3 separate regions of the Mus musculus genome follow, and regions 1 and 3 are each linked to region 2. A link is a contact called in public Micro-C and promoter capture Hi-C data. All regions are on one chromosome and are shown on one strand. Each heading gives the region's core, a stretch centred on a gene start, on an enhancer-like site or on the middle of the called end of the contact. The rest is flanking DNA. Distances are from core to core; before and after follow the strand shown.

Evidence for each region. Promoter capture Hi-C pulls out the DNA fragments that hold promoters and counts their contacts. Hi-C and Micro-C count contacts between places; a contact is called where the count stands out from the background.
Region 1: a contact with region 2 is called in a promoter capture Hi-C map of pre-B cells, with 4 times the contacts expected there. The contact joins the promoter of Tnip1 here to the promoter of Fnip1 in region 2. A contact is called at or near these places in 2 of 39 promoter capture datasets (liver and pre-B cells) and 5 of 115 datasets of contacts at active chromatin or transcription factors (double positive thymocytes, embryonic forebrain, memory CD8 T cells and 2 more).
Region 3: a contact with region 2 is called in a Micro-C map of embryonic stem cells, with 3 times the contacts expected there. The contact joins the promoter of Slc22a5 here to the promoter of Fnip1 in region 2. A contact is called at or near these places in 7 of 39 promoter capture datasets (the C10 cell line, cranial neural crest, embryonic stem cells and 3 more), 5 of 484 Hi-C or Micro-C datasets (CD4 T cells, embryonic stem cells and muscle stem cells), 8 of 115 datasets of contacts at active chromatin or transcription factors (the 230-238 cell line, effector CD8 T cells, embryonic stem cells and 3 more) and 1 of 9 other capture datasets (adipose tissue).

The regions. Positions count from the first base shown.
Region 1 is chr11:54,961,491-54,964,925 of GRCm38.p6, forward strand. Tnip1 (TNFAIP3 interacting protein 1) reads right to left here and starts at 1,450. Exons shown (of 19, transcript NM_001199275.2): 1 at 1,343-1,450.
Region 2 is chr11:54,436,332-54,439,711 of GRCm38.p6, forward strand. It overlaps Fnip1 (folliculin interacting protein 1), which reads left to right and starts at 1,848. Exons shown (of 18, transcript NM_173753.4): 1 at 1,848-2,057. The coding sequence starts at 1,966. LOC115487771 (a long non-coding RNA gene) reads left to right here and starts at 2,064. Exons shown (of 2, transcript XR_003949675.1): 1 at 2,064-2,576; 2 at 3,300-3,380.
Region 3 is chr11:53,889,913-53,893,192 of GRCm38.p6, forward strand. Slc22a5 (solute carrier family 22 (organic cation transporter), member 5) reads right to left here and starts at 1,791. Exons shown (of 10, transcript NM_011396.3): 1 at 1,235-1,791. The coding sequence starts at 1,627.

The sequences.
Region 1 (3,435 bases), core at 200-2,699, 520 kb after region 2:
TCTCACTGAGAGCTGTCTGAGGAGGTGGCCTCTGGCCACGGCTGCTGGCTTCCTCGCCAGCCTTGTCCTCCTCTTTCTCCTCCCCGGCTCTTTCTCCTGTGTCCCTAACCTGCCTGTTATTCTCTGGTTTCTAGGACAATGACACCAGGGAAATTCCCAGCTCCTCATACACTGGCCCTGCCAGGCCCCTCCCACGGTCTCGAGGAGTCCTGGGTCTTTCCTTCTCTGGCTTCTCTCCCTCTGGCCCGCCTGACTCCAAATCAGAGTATCAAGCTGGCTCCAAACTGGGATCCTAGCTTGCTCCTCATCATCTTCCTGGAAGTGGGAAGAGATTAGTCCCTAAGGGAGGCAGACCCATAGGACCAGAACATTGCCCAATCCTGGGAAGCCCTACCAGGCCCCAATAGCATTTCTCTCTCAATCTACCCCATACCTTCTCATGTCTTCTAGAATCTCGCCACATTCCTCCCTCATTCTGCAGTCCAGAGGTCACTGTCAAAAGTCAGACCCAGCCTCTGGCCCTTACCTCCCCCAGCCAGGGACTTCCCTAGGCTGGCCCTCTGACCAGCTTCGGAAAAACTGGACTGCTTATTATCAAAAAAAGAAGTCCCCACCATCTGCCAGCCCTTGGCCCCACTCCCAGGGCCTCAAGTTCTCGGTGAAAGGTTCACCCTCAGAAGGAGCCAGTGGGCCTCAGAGCAAAGAAGTCTGGAGACAGGGGAGGGGTTCCTTCATTCCAGTGCTGAGGAGGGGCTCAACAGCTATTGTGTCCCCCAGGGAGCAAGATGGGTTTCCACCAACCTTCCTTGTTTGGGTTTAGACTTCCAAACTGCCCAGCTCATCCCACACCATCCCCCTCAAAATTCACATTCACACAGAGACAGACACCCAGACCATCCACAAACATAAACACTCCCATGGACCGATATATGTACCTGCTCCTGGGAGCCTGACACAAATGCAAACATGTCCTCTCACACACAAGAAAATATGGGAACAAGAAAGAGAAAAGTCCCCTTCACCCCTCAGAGAGAGGGATAGTACAGAAAAAGAGAAAGTCTCTCTTTCCTTCCCTTTGGAAAAGTTGCAGACATTCGGAGAGAAGATTGGTCAGAACAAGTACGAGGGAGAGAGACAGAGGTCAGAGGGCAAAGGAGGCTCAGGGAAGAACAGAGACACAGAATTCAAGGCCCTAGGTGGGCCCACCAAGCTAGGCTGGGGAGCAAAAGACCCCAGCTGGCAGAGAAGAGGAGGCCAAGCAGTTACTGACACACAGCTGGGAAGGTCTGGTGGCCTTGACATTACCGTGTGACGCTCCTGGAATCTGCCTTGTCACACCTACCTTCAGCCCAGGTCACTCATCCGAGAATGCACGAGGTGATCTGAAGATGTGCCCAGTGAGTGCGGCCATGCCTCCCTGTGTCCCTGTGAAGGTTGCTGGGCTTTCTGAGCTTCTGCAGGAAGGAGGGCTGGGCGGAGCTGACTCTGAGGCAGGAGGGGAATTCCCCCATGATGGAGAAGCCAGCCACCAGGCAGCCCCACAAGGCCGAGCTGAGGCCCCATCCCGCCTCTGGCAGAGCAGAGGGCCCTTTGCCAGCCTCCACCTGTTGCTCCCCAGGCTGCCTGTCACTTGTGGTAGATTCCAGGAAGGGGAGGGGGCTCTGGAGAAGAGCTGAGAGCCTGCTGGCTCCTGAGCTGGGCTGGGAATCAAGCAAAGGCAGGTACAAGGACACAGGCCACCTGGGCTGCCCTGCTGGGATGGCCTGGAGATATATGTTTCCTCTTTTGTTCAAAGTGGGGGATTCCAGTGTGCGTGGCCTTGGGGAAATCTCCAGGCATCCTGCTCACGTCCTCCTGTCTTGTTCCTGCCTCATCTGCTCCCAAGCATCCTCTCCAGAGGAGGAAAAGTTTCTCATTCTTCCCCAGATGCTGAGTCTTGCTGAGTCTCACTTGGATGTCCAGCCACACTTGGAAACCCTTGGCCCGTTCTGAACCTGCCAGCTGCAGTCTGAGCATGCCACTTCCTCCTGAGCTTTGTGTGATGGTTATTCTCTATGATCAACTTCACTGGATTTAGAAGTCTCGAGGAGATACACCTGGGGTGTGCCTGTAAGGCCTTTTCCAGAGAGGTTTTCCAAAAGAGGGAAGACCCACCTTGAATGTGGACAGCACTGTCCGGGGAGGCTGGGGTTCCAGACTGAATGAAAAGTGGGGATCAGGAGAGGGTTGTTCAAGCACTGTTTTCTGCTTTCTCTGCTCTTCCTGATCCACTAGATGTGAGCGAGCCCCCGGATGCACTTGCCACCACAGCTTAGAGCCACTCCCACACTGCCAGGCCTTCCTACCAGAGTGGACTGTATCACCTCAAACTGGGAGCCAACATAAACCCCTCCTCTAAGATGCTGCTTGTCAGTCTTTTGTCACAACAAATGACTGCTCACACATGCACGTGTCACTGACCCCCATCTCACTCACTGTCACACCCACTGCAAAGTGGGAAACTGAGTCTTGCTCTGTCTGCTTTCTGCAACTGTACCAGAAGCCAAAAGATGCTTTGTCGACACCCCTTGTAAACCACTGACTACATATATAAAGTTACCCACTGCCATTCACTACCTGCCACAAAAATGTCTGAGGAGATAGGAAGAGGCCACCTGGGTGAGAGAGGCTTTCTTGATTATCCCTAGTTCAGGACTGTCCTATCCAACTGAGTGACCATTATCCACATATGGTGGATCAAATGTAAATTAACTAAACCTAAATAAAAGCAATAATTGAGGAAATGAGGAAATAGCTCAGTGGGTAAAGTGCTCACTGATTTTGAGCCCCAGCACCCAAATTTAAAAGTCTGGTGTAGATACACACAGGCCAGTGCTGGGGAGGCAGAGACAGGATATCTGGGATCTGTGGGTCAGCCAGTCTAGCTAAACTGATGAGCCGGAGGCAGTGAGAGAACCTGTCATAAAAAACAAGATGGTTGTCACCTAAGGAGTAACACCTGAGGTTCACTGCTGGGCTTCACGTATATGTACACACATATGCACATGTCCTACACACTCACACTCACACACACATACACACACACACACACACACACACACACACACACACACACACTCAGTTCCTTAATAGCATTAGGCACCTTTCATTGTGATGTATAGCCAGGATGACAGCTGTTCCTACATGTGACTTGAGGTTACAGGTGTGTACTACTATGCATGTGGCTTTGAGCCCTTGAAGAGTGGTCAGTGCCATGAGGAAGATGGTATGGTGTAGAAAAGAGTGCTAGACTGGGAGTCAGGAAACCCCTAACTAAATTCACTTAGAAGTCATTTCTCCTGTCTGGTCTTCAGTTTCTGAATACCACATGGGCCTACAAGTCTGTCCATTCCCTGCACCATTGCAGAGGGTGTTGTTGGATGGCACTGTTCTGGA
Region 2 (3,380 bases), core at 598-3,097:
ATTTCATTGTTTAGTTCATTAATTGCGTAACACTAATCACTTTCTGCAATTACCTTACCATTTACAGTCTTCTTGCTTATAAAATTAACTTTTCTGTTGTTAATGTTGATCCCCAGTATACAGAACTTAAATTTGTGCAATGAGCAAATTTATTTTTTGATTCCCTGTGTAGCCATGGCTGTCCTGAAGCTCACTCTGTAGACCAGGCTAGTCTCAAACTCACAGAGATCCACCCTCTTCTGCCTCCAGAGTGTTGAGATTAAGAGTGTATGCCACCACTGCTTGGCTGCAAATTCTCGTTTTAGTTATCTATAATTAGTGCTTTTTAAATGTCTTGTGTACTGGAGCGGTGGAGACAGGAGAGTGAACTGGAGACTTCTCCCTCCTCCTCCAACACCTTCAGAAGGCAGCTCTGGAGATGAAGTGCTTGCTGTGTGAACAAGAAGACCTGCATTCCATTCCCAGAATCTACTTCAAGGATGGGCAAAGGAATGCAAGGTTGTGATTCTTGTGCTGTCAAAGAAGATGAAGCAGAAAGGTCATCCTACACTACTTGGTGAGCTCCAGGCCAGCAAGAGACCCTGTCTCAATAAATATAAAAAAGTCTTGTAACATGAGACTTTGTAACATGTTGTAACAGCTCAACATGCTGACCAGTGATAAATTATTAACGATATAAAAATATCCTGCTAATTTTTCTTTTATTCTTTTGTTTTGTTTTCTTGTTTTGTTTTTTCGAGACAGGATCTTTCTGTGTAGCCCTGGCTGTCCTGGAACTCACTCTGTAGACCAGGCTGACCTTGAACTCAGAAATCTGCCTGCCTCTGCCTCCCAAGTACTGGGATTAAAGACGTGTGCCACCACTGCCCGGCATTTTTTCTTTTTCCCATGTAAATAAGGGCTACTTATTTATTTTTTTTCAACTGCAGATCAGCTGACAACTTCTTAAAGATTTGGTTCCTATGTCTAGCTAAGTGAAATTCTCAAGCGTCTTTGTCTACCCTTGCAAACATACACCAGTATTTCCCCACATTCATCCACATTTCTCAGAGAACTTCATTCCACTGTACGAAATCCCTCATCCTGGTAAACGGATGACGAATTTGATCTGAACACTGATGGTTTGATAAGACTGGAAGGATGTTCGTGAGCTGTATTTTCCGTTTTGAGAGCAGTCTTGCCATTTGGTAACAATGTTACAGTTCCTCCTTTCCTCATACCCAGATATTAAAGATATACAGCTTTGTTTCATGGAAGTTCTGATTGTCTCTCTTAGACATTTTGCTAAACTTCTTGTTTGGTGATGAGGATCAAACCCAGGGCCTCTAACTACTGAGCTCTTTAACCGCAGTCTTTCAAATTCTAAATACTTAGCATAAAGGGTTAGATATTTTTAGATAGATGTCTTTTTTTTTTTTTTTTTTTTTTTTTTTTTTTTACGGCTGCTTGCCTCTCTTGGTTTTGCTTGTGATCTTTTTGGTTACCAAGGAGATCGAGCCTGAGCCCCCAGTCGCTAGATCTTCCTAGAGACTAAGTGCGGGCGTCAATGGAAACCGCACCTCAAGTCACAGACCTAGGTCTCCTCCTAGAGCCCTAGCAGTTTGGGAGGGTCAGAGGCGGGCCTGGGTCCCAGAGGCTTTCTCTTGCCACCCAGCCGCGCGCGCCCTCGCACGCCCCGCCCCGTGAGAGGCCGCGTGACGGACCCGTGAGCCAGCCAATGGCAGGCGGCCCCGCCTCCCCACCCCCACCCCGCCCCCCGCTCAGTTTGCTGCCACGTGATACGGCTCGTCGCCAGCCAATCGCCGCGACCTCAATCTCGCGCTCCGCCCCGCGCGCCGTGGCCGTTTGAAGTGACTAATTTCTGTCATATGACTGAGGCGCCCATGGGGGTGGCGGGGTGGCGGTAGGAGCGGGGGGCCTCCTGCGAGCTCCCAGCCGAGCGACCCCAGTCTTGCGGCGGCCAGCATGGCCCCCACCCTGTTCCAGAAGCTCTTCAGCAAGCGGAGCGGATTAGGCGCGCCGGGACGAGACGCCCGCGACCCGGACTGCGCGTTCAGGTGAGGCGTCGCGGGCCCCCGAGGGGTCGCGGCCTCGGGCGGGGCGTGCGGTCCCCTGCCCTCTTCGCTAGGCTGTTTATGCCCCGCCCGCGCCACGCGCCGCGTCCCCAGCCCCAGCACGGCGGCCTCGGGAGGCTGTCGGTCCGCACGCTGCCCGGGCTGCGACCTCACCGCAGGCCTCCGGGGCCCGGCCGGGAGCTGCTGTCTCCCTGTGATCCGCAGCCCTCGGGTGGCTTTGTGCAGACTGTCGCGCGTTCGGCCAACCTGCGGAGCACTGAGGAGGCTGGAGGAGCGAGTGGGCAGGCTGGCGGTCTGTCAGGCTTCTTGGAAACTAAAATTGGAGCTGTGCAGTTCTCTTGCCGAGCGACCTTAGTGTTATCGAAGGAGAAATGCGAAACCGAAGTGGTTAGGGTTACTACTGACCAGACTCGAGGAGGACTTGCGGTAGAACTTACTGTCGAATTTTCTTTCCCTTCTTACACCTGTTACTGAAAAGGAGTTTCTTGCAAATGGAAAACGGTAGCTGTGTGTGTGTGTGTGTGTGTGTGTGTGTGTGTTTGTTTGTGATTGCATGCTTTGTTTCTTTCTGATTGCAGTACCTGTTGCTGGTACAGTAACTTTTTAGAATTGTCAGATATATAGAAGCTTAGCTCAATGGTTAAATTCAGCCGTGGAATTGTATTTGAAGAAGATATTGTTTTGTCTTCCATAATGCGCTATGGAAACTTTCGCATGTAACTAGGCCAAATGTCACATATCAGACAAACTTGGCTGTATGGCCGAGAACTCAGTTGTACAGTAATAGTAAAAGGGAAACAGTGTCAAATTTTGCAGCAAGCCCAAGTATCAGATGACTGCACTACATAAGTCTTAGAGGCTTTAATATTTTTCAAATTATCCACGCTGTCAATAATACAGATCCCATCAGGAAACAATGTGTGAGATTGAATATCAAATGGCAAGTAATTTAACTGATATTTAATGGGAGAAAAAGGTCAGTTACCGTTTTGGAAACAAGCTTAACAAAAGAATTTTCATGGCAGTGGCTTTTCTTCGTAATGGGAAGTAAATGTCTTGTGCCGTAGTCATCTGACAGTTGTTTTTCCTTTGAAAAGCGAAAGTGCAGATAACACCAGATAATACACCGGGACACCTAGGAAAACCAGAGACCCGGGAAGCAGCCTCTGGAGAGAGATTTAAAAGATAACATTTGAATAGACCACTGTTTCTATTTCTGTGCAGAGACTGACTTTGGGTAACCAAGATTACAAGAGTCTCAATTTGTTAATGTGACCAAAATCTACTTTTTGAGTAAGTGTTCTA
Region 3 (3,280 bases), core at 541-3,040, 550 kb before region 2:
CCCTTTTTTGTTAGGTAGTGATACCTGATCCTGGCACGATGTCACTTAAGTTAAAAATCCCCAATGGAGCTCAGATTTCATTCTTACTACTTATGTAGTAGGTAAGCACAGGTTTGAACACATCTAACCACAAACTCCCAAAGGAAACAGACAGTGACTCTTGTGGGGATACTCTCTGACTCTACTCTTGAAGAATGATATATACCTGAGAGCCCCTGTAAGGAGGGAAGCTCAGTCTATACCTCCAAGAGTCTTAAATGCCAAACAGGTACTCCTAGCTTCTCCCTACTGCTCCTGAAACCATTTCTTGATGTTGGATCTAGACCTAAGGGCTAACTAAACTCACCAAGAAACTATCTCCAACTGGCCAATCCCAATCCCTGATACTCAATGAACCAGTTGCTCAATAGTATCACAGAAGATTCTTCTCATATTCTGCATATTCAATACTGCTGAGCCTCCAGGAAACTACAGTTGGTGCCCAAGTCCCCAAACACATCCACATGCACCATTAAATGGCCTGCCACACCCCCAGCAGAGTGACTGAGAAATGTCAAAGTCACCCAAGAATAAAGTGCAAGGGGATGAGGAATTAGGTTTCCATCGCTTTTCAGAGTAACCTTACATGCCTTACCGAACCTCTCCAGTGATCTTGTCCCAGAATACTGTGGAAAAGACTCCATACCAACAAGTCACCCTGGATAGATCTGCAGACACATGGGTCCTTAAGAAGTAACAATCCATCGCGGGCAAATGGAAAACAGTTTCTCCTGGGGCATGGCAAGCCTTCATTTTGGGATGAGGACAGGTGAGGGAAGAAAGAATAACTCCAGAAAAGGTAGAGAGTTTGGAACACACGTTTCTTTAACTTTAAAAAGTTCTGCAAAGAGTCTTTCCTTTCTGAACAGAGGCTAAAACTGTGGCCTCTTCTCTGGAGCAAGTCTGAATCCGGCCCCTCTGAATCACATCACTACCTCGAGAAAGTCCCACCCCTCAGGGTCTCAGGGCATCTCCTAAGGGGCAGAACCTTCTGGACTCTATCTTCAATGGGACCCTATGGACGGATGGTCTGCCAGACACTTGTCCCCTGAGGGGCGTACTATGGCTAGAAGTCATCTCATAAAATGTTCCTGGGCCACCTGACTGGAGGATGCTCATCAGCCTGTGCGTTGGACGAAGGGCTACAACCGTCGCCGCGATGTCACCAGACCCTGATAGGGGGGCTGTCACCTACCTCTGTCACGATGGTGGACAGGAAGACGTCCTTGTCGTACTCCCAGCCATCCAGGCAGCTCTCCTGCTCCAGCTGCTCCAGGTCCACGTCCCGCCCCGGCTCCAGCCCTAGCTCAGAGAAGTTGGCGATGGTGGCCAGTCGGTAGCGGCGGCATTTCTGAGGCACCTGTCGTCCGTCCTTCGTCTCCAACGGGATACTGTGGTTGCGCCACGCGCTGCTCAGGTTCACGGTGTGAGGCACAAGGCAACGGTGCTCCGGGGTCCCCGCCAGGAACACGATGGACATACCATTGAAGCCATTGGGGATGATGCTGGCGCTGAGCAGGAAGAAGATGAGGCGCTGGAAGGGCCCCCACTCGCCTAGGAAGGCGGTCACCTCGTCGTAGTCCCGCATGCCGTCCTCAGCCTCCCACAGCGCCCGTATGGGAATAAGGGGACACCGTGGCGCGGGAGACGGGGCGCTGAGAGCCTCTGCGTGCAAGGCTCGTGAGTTCCCACCGACGCCTCCGACTCGGCCACCGCCAACTTTACATAGGGCCTGAGGGCGGGGCGGGCTCTGGGCATGGGCCTGGGCCGCAAGGCCCGCCCCGCCGTCCCGGCTCTGAGGCGCGGCGCGGCGCGGCACGGCGGGGGCGGGGCAGGGGCCTGAGTGACGCACAGTGGGCGCCGGCCATCGGCCGCGCGTGCGCCTGAGGCGGAGCCGAGCTAGGACTCAGAACTAGCTGGGCGGTACAGAAGGCGGGGCTGAACCGGGCTTCAGAACTGTCAGCGAGGGAGGGGTGTGGCTTCATTCGACCACGCCTCCATAGTCTCTACGGGGCCCGGGTTGGGTGAACACTTCTAGTTCCGCCCAGACTGGAAGACTGAGGCGGGGCGTCTGTGAGCCACGCCCCTAACAGGTCCGCTCTAGGGGGCGGAATTGGGTCTTTTCAGGACACTTCCTGGAGCAGGTTCCCAGGGTGCCCTTCTCTTGAGGGAAAGGGTGACTTTGAAAAGTTTGTGTCCAAGGCCATCCTGGGAAGACCATTCTGGGTGTTCAATGGAAAGAGGCTTAGAATTTAAGCAGTAAACAGCCCACCTTCTCAAATTTTTGTTGTGGTTGAGAGATATTGTGAACCTCGGAGAGTCTCATTGACAACGACAGCCTTTGTTGCAGTTTTTCCTGGAAAGACTGCCATCTTTTGTGGCTGCGGAGATAGCTCAGCTAGGACTCTCTTTAAGAGTCCAGATTGCTCCTCCAGAGGACCTTGGCTTGCTTCCTAAAAGGCATAGGGCAGCTCACAGGCCCAGTAGGCATGCACTCGGCACATTAGACAAAACAGACTTGCAGGCAAAACACTCATACACATAAAATAAAATAATAGTTATATATATTTACATATAATATATACATATATTAAAAAGGGGTGGATTTTGAGACTGGTGATGAGAAAGGTGGCAATGAATTTTAATTCCCAGACTATTATGTTCTTAAATTATTTTGTTGTCTTTTGATTTAAGAAATAGTAAAATTTTGACTTCAAGATTAAGGATCTTAGTGTAGGATTAATCTCTCAGATTTGTAATTTTTACAATTAATGCAGGAGCCAACTTGTTAAAAAACCAAAACAAAAACTTACCAGAGTTTGTGGCAAAGGACCTTAATCAAGTCTGGTCTTTATAGCCAGTTCCAGGTTCTCAAATAAACAACAACAACAAACTTTACCATGAAACCCATTATTTTGTCCTAGTAATATATTCTAAAAACCAACAACACCCAAAAACAAAACAAAAAACAAAAAACCGACCAGCAACTGTATGATTCTGAAGCAACACTGTCTAATAAAATAAGAAGTTACCCTTATAATTTTATCTATATTTATTTTTTTGAGATGAGTTTTGCTATATTGCCCTGGCTTGCTCAGTAGCTTTGACCTCAACTGACCAACCGTGCTCCTCAGCATTGCGGTGGAACAGGCAAACATTGTAACTACAATTGCTTTAGTAGCTGTTAGTAACTTTTCTGGTTACAGAGACAAAGCAACTTAAGCGGAAAGGGTTTGTTCGG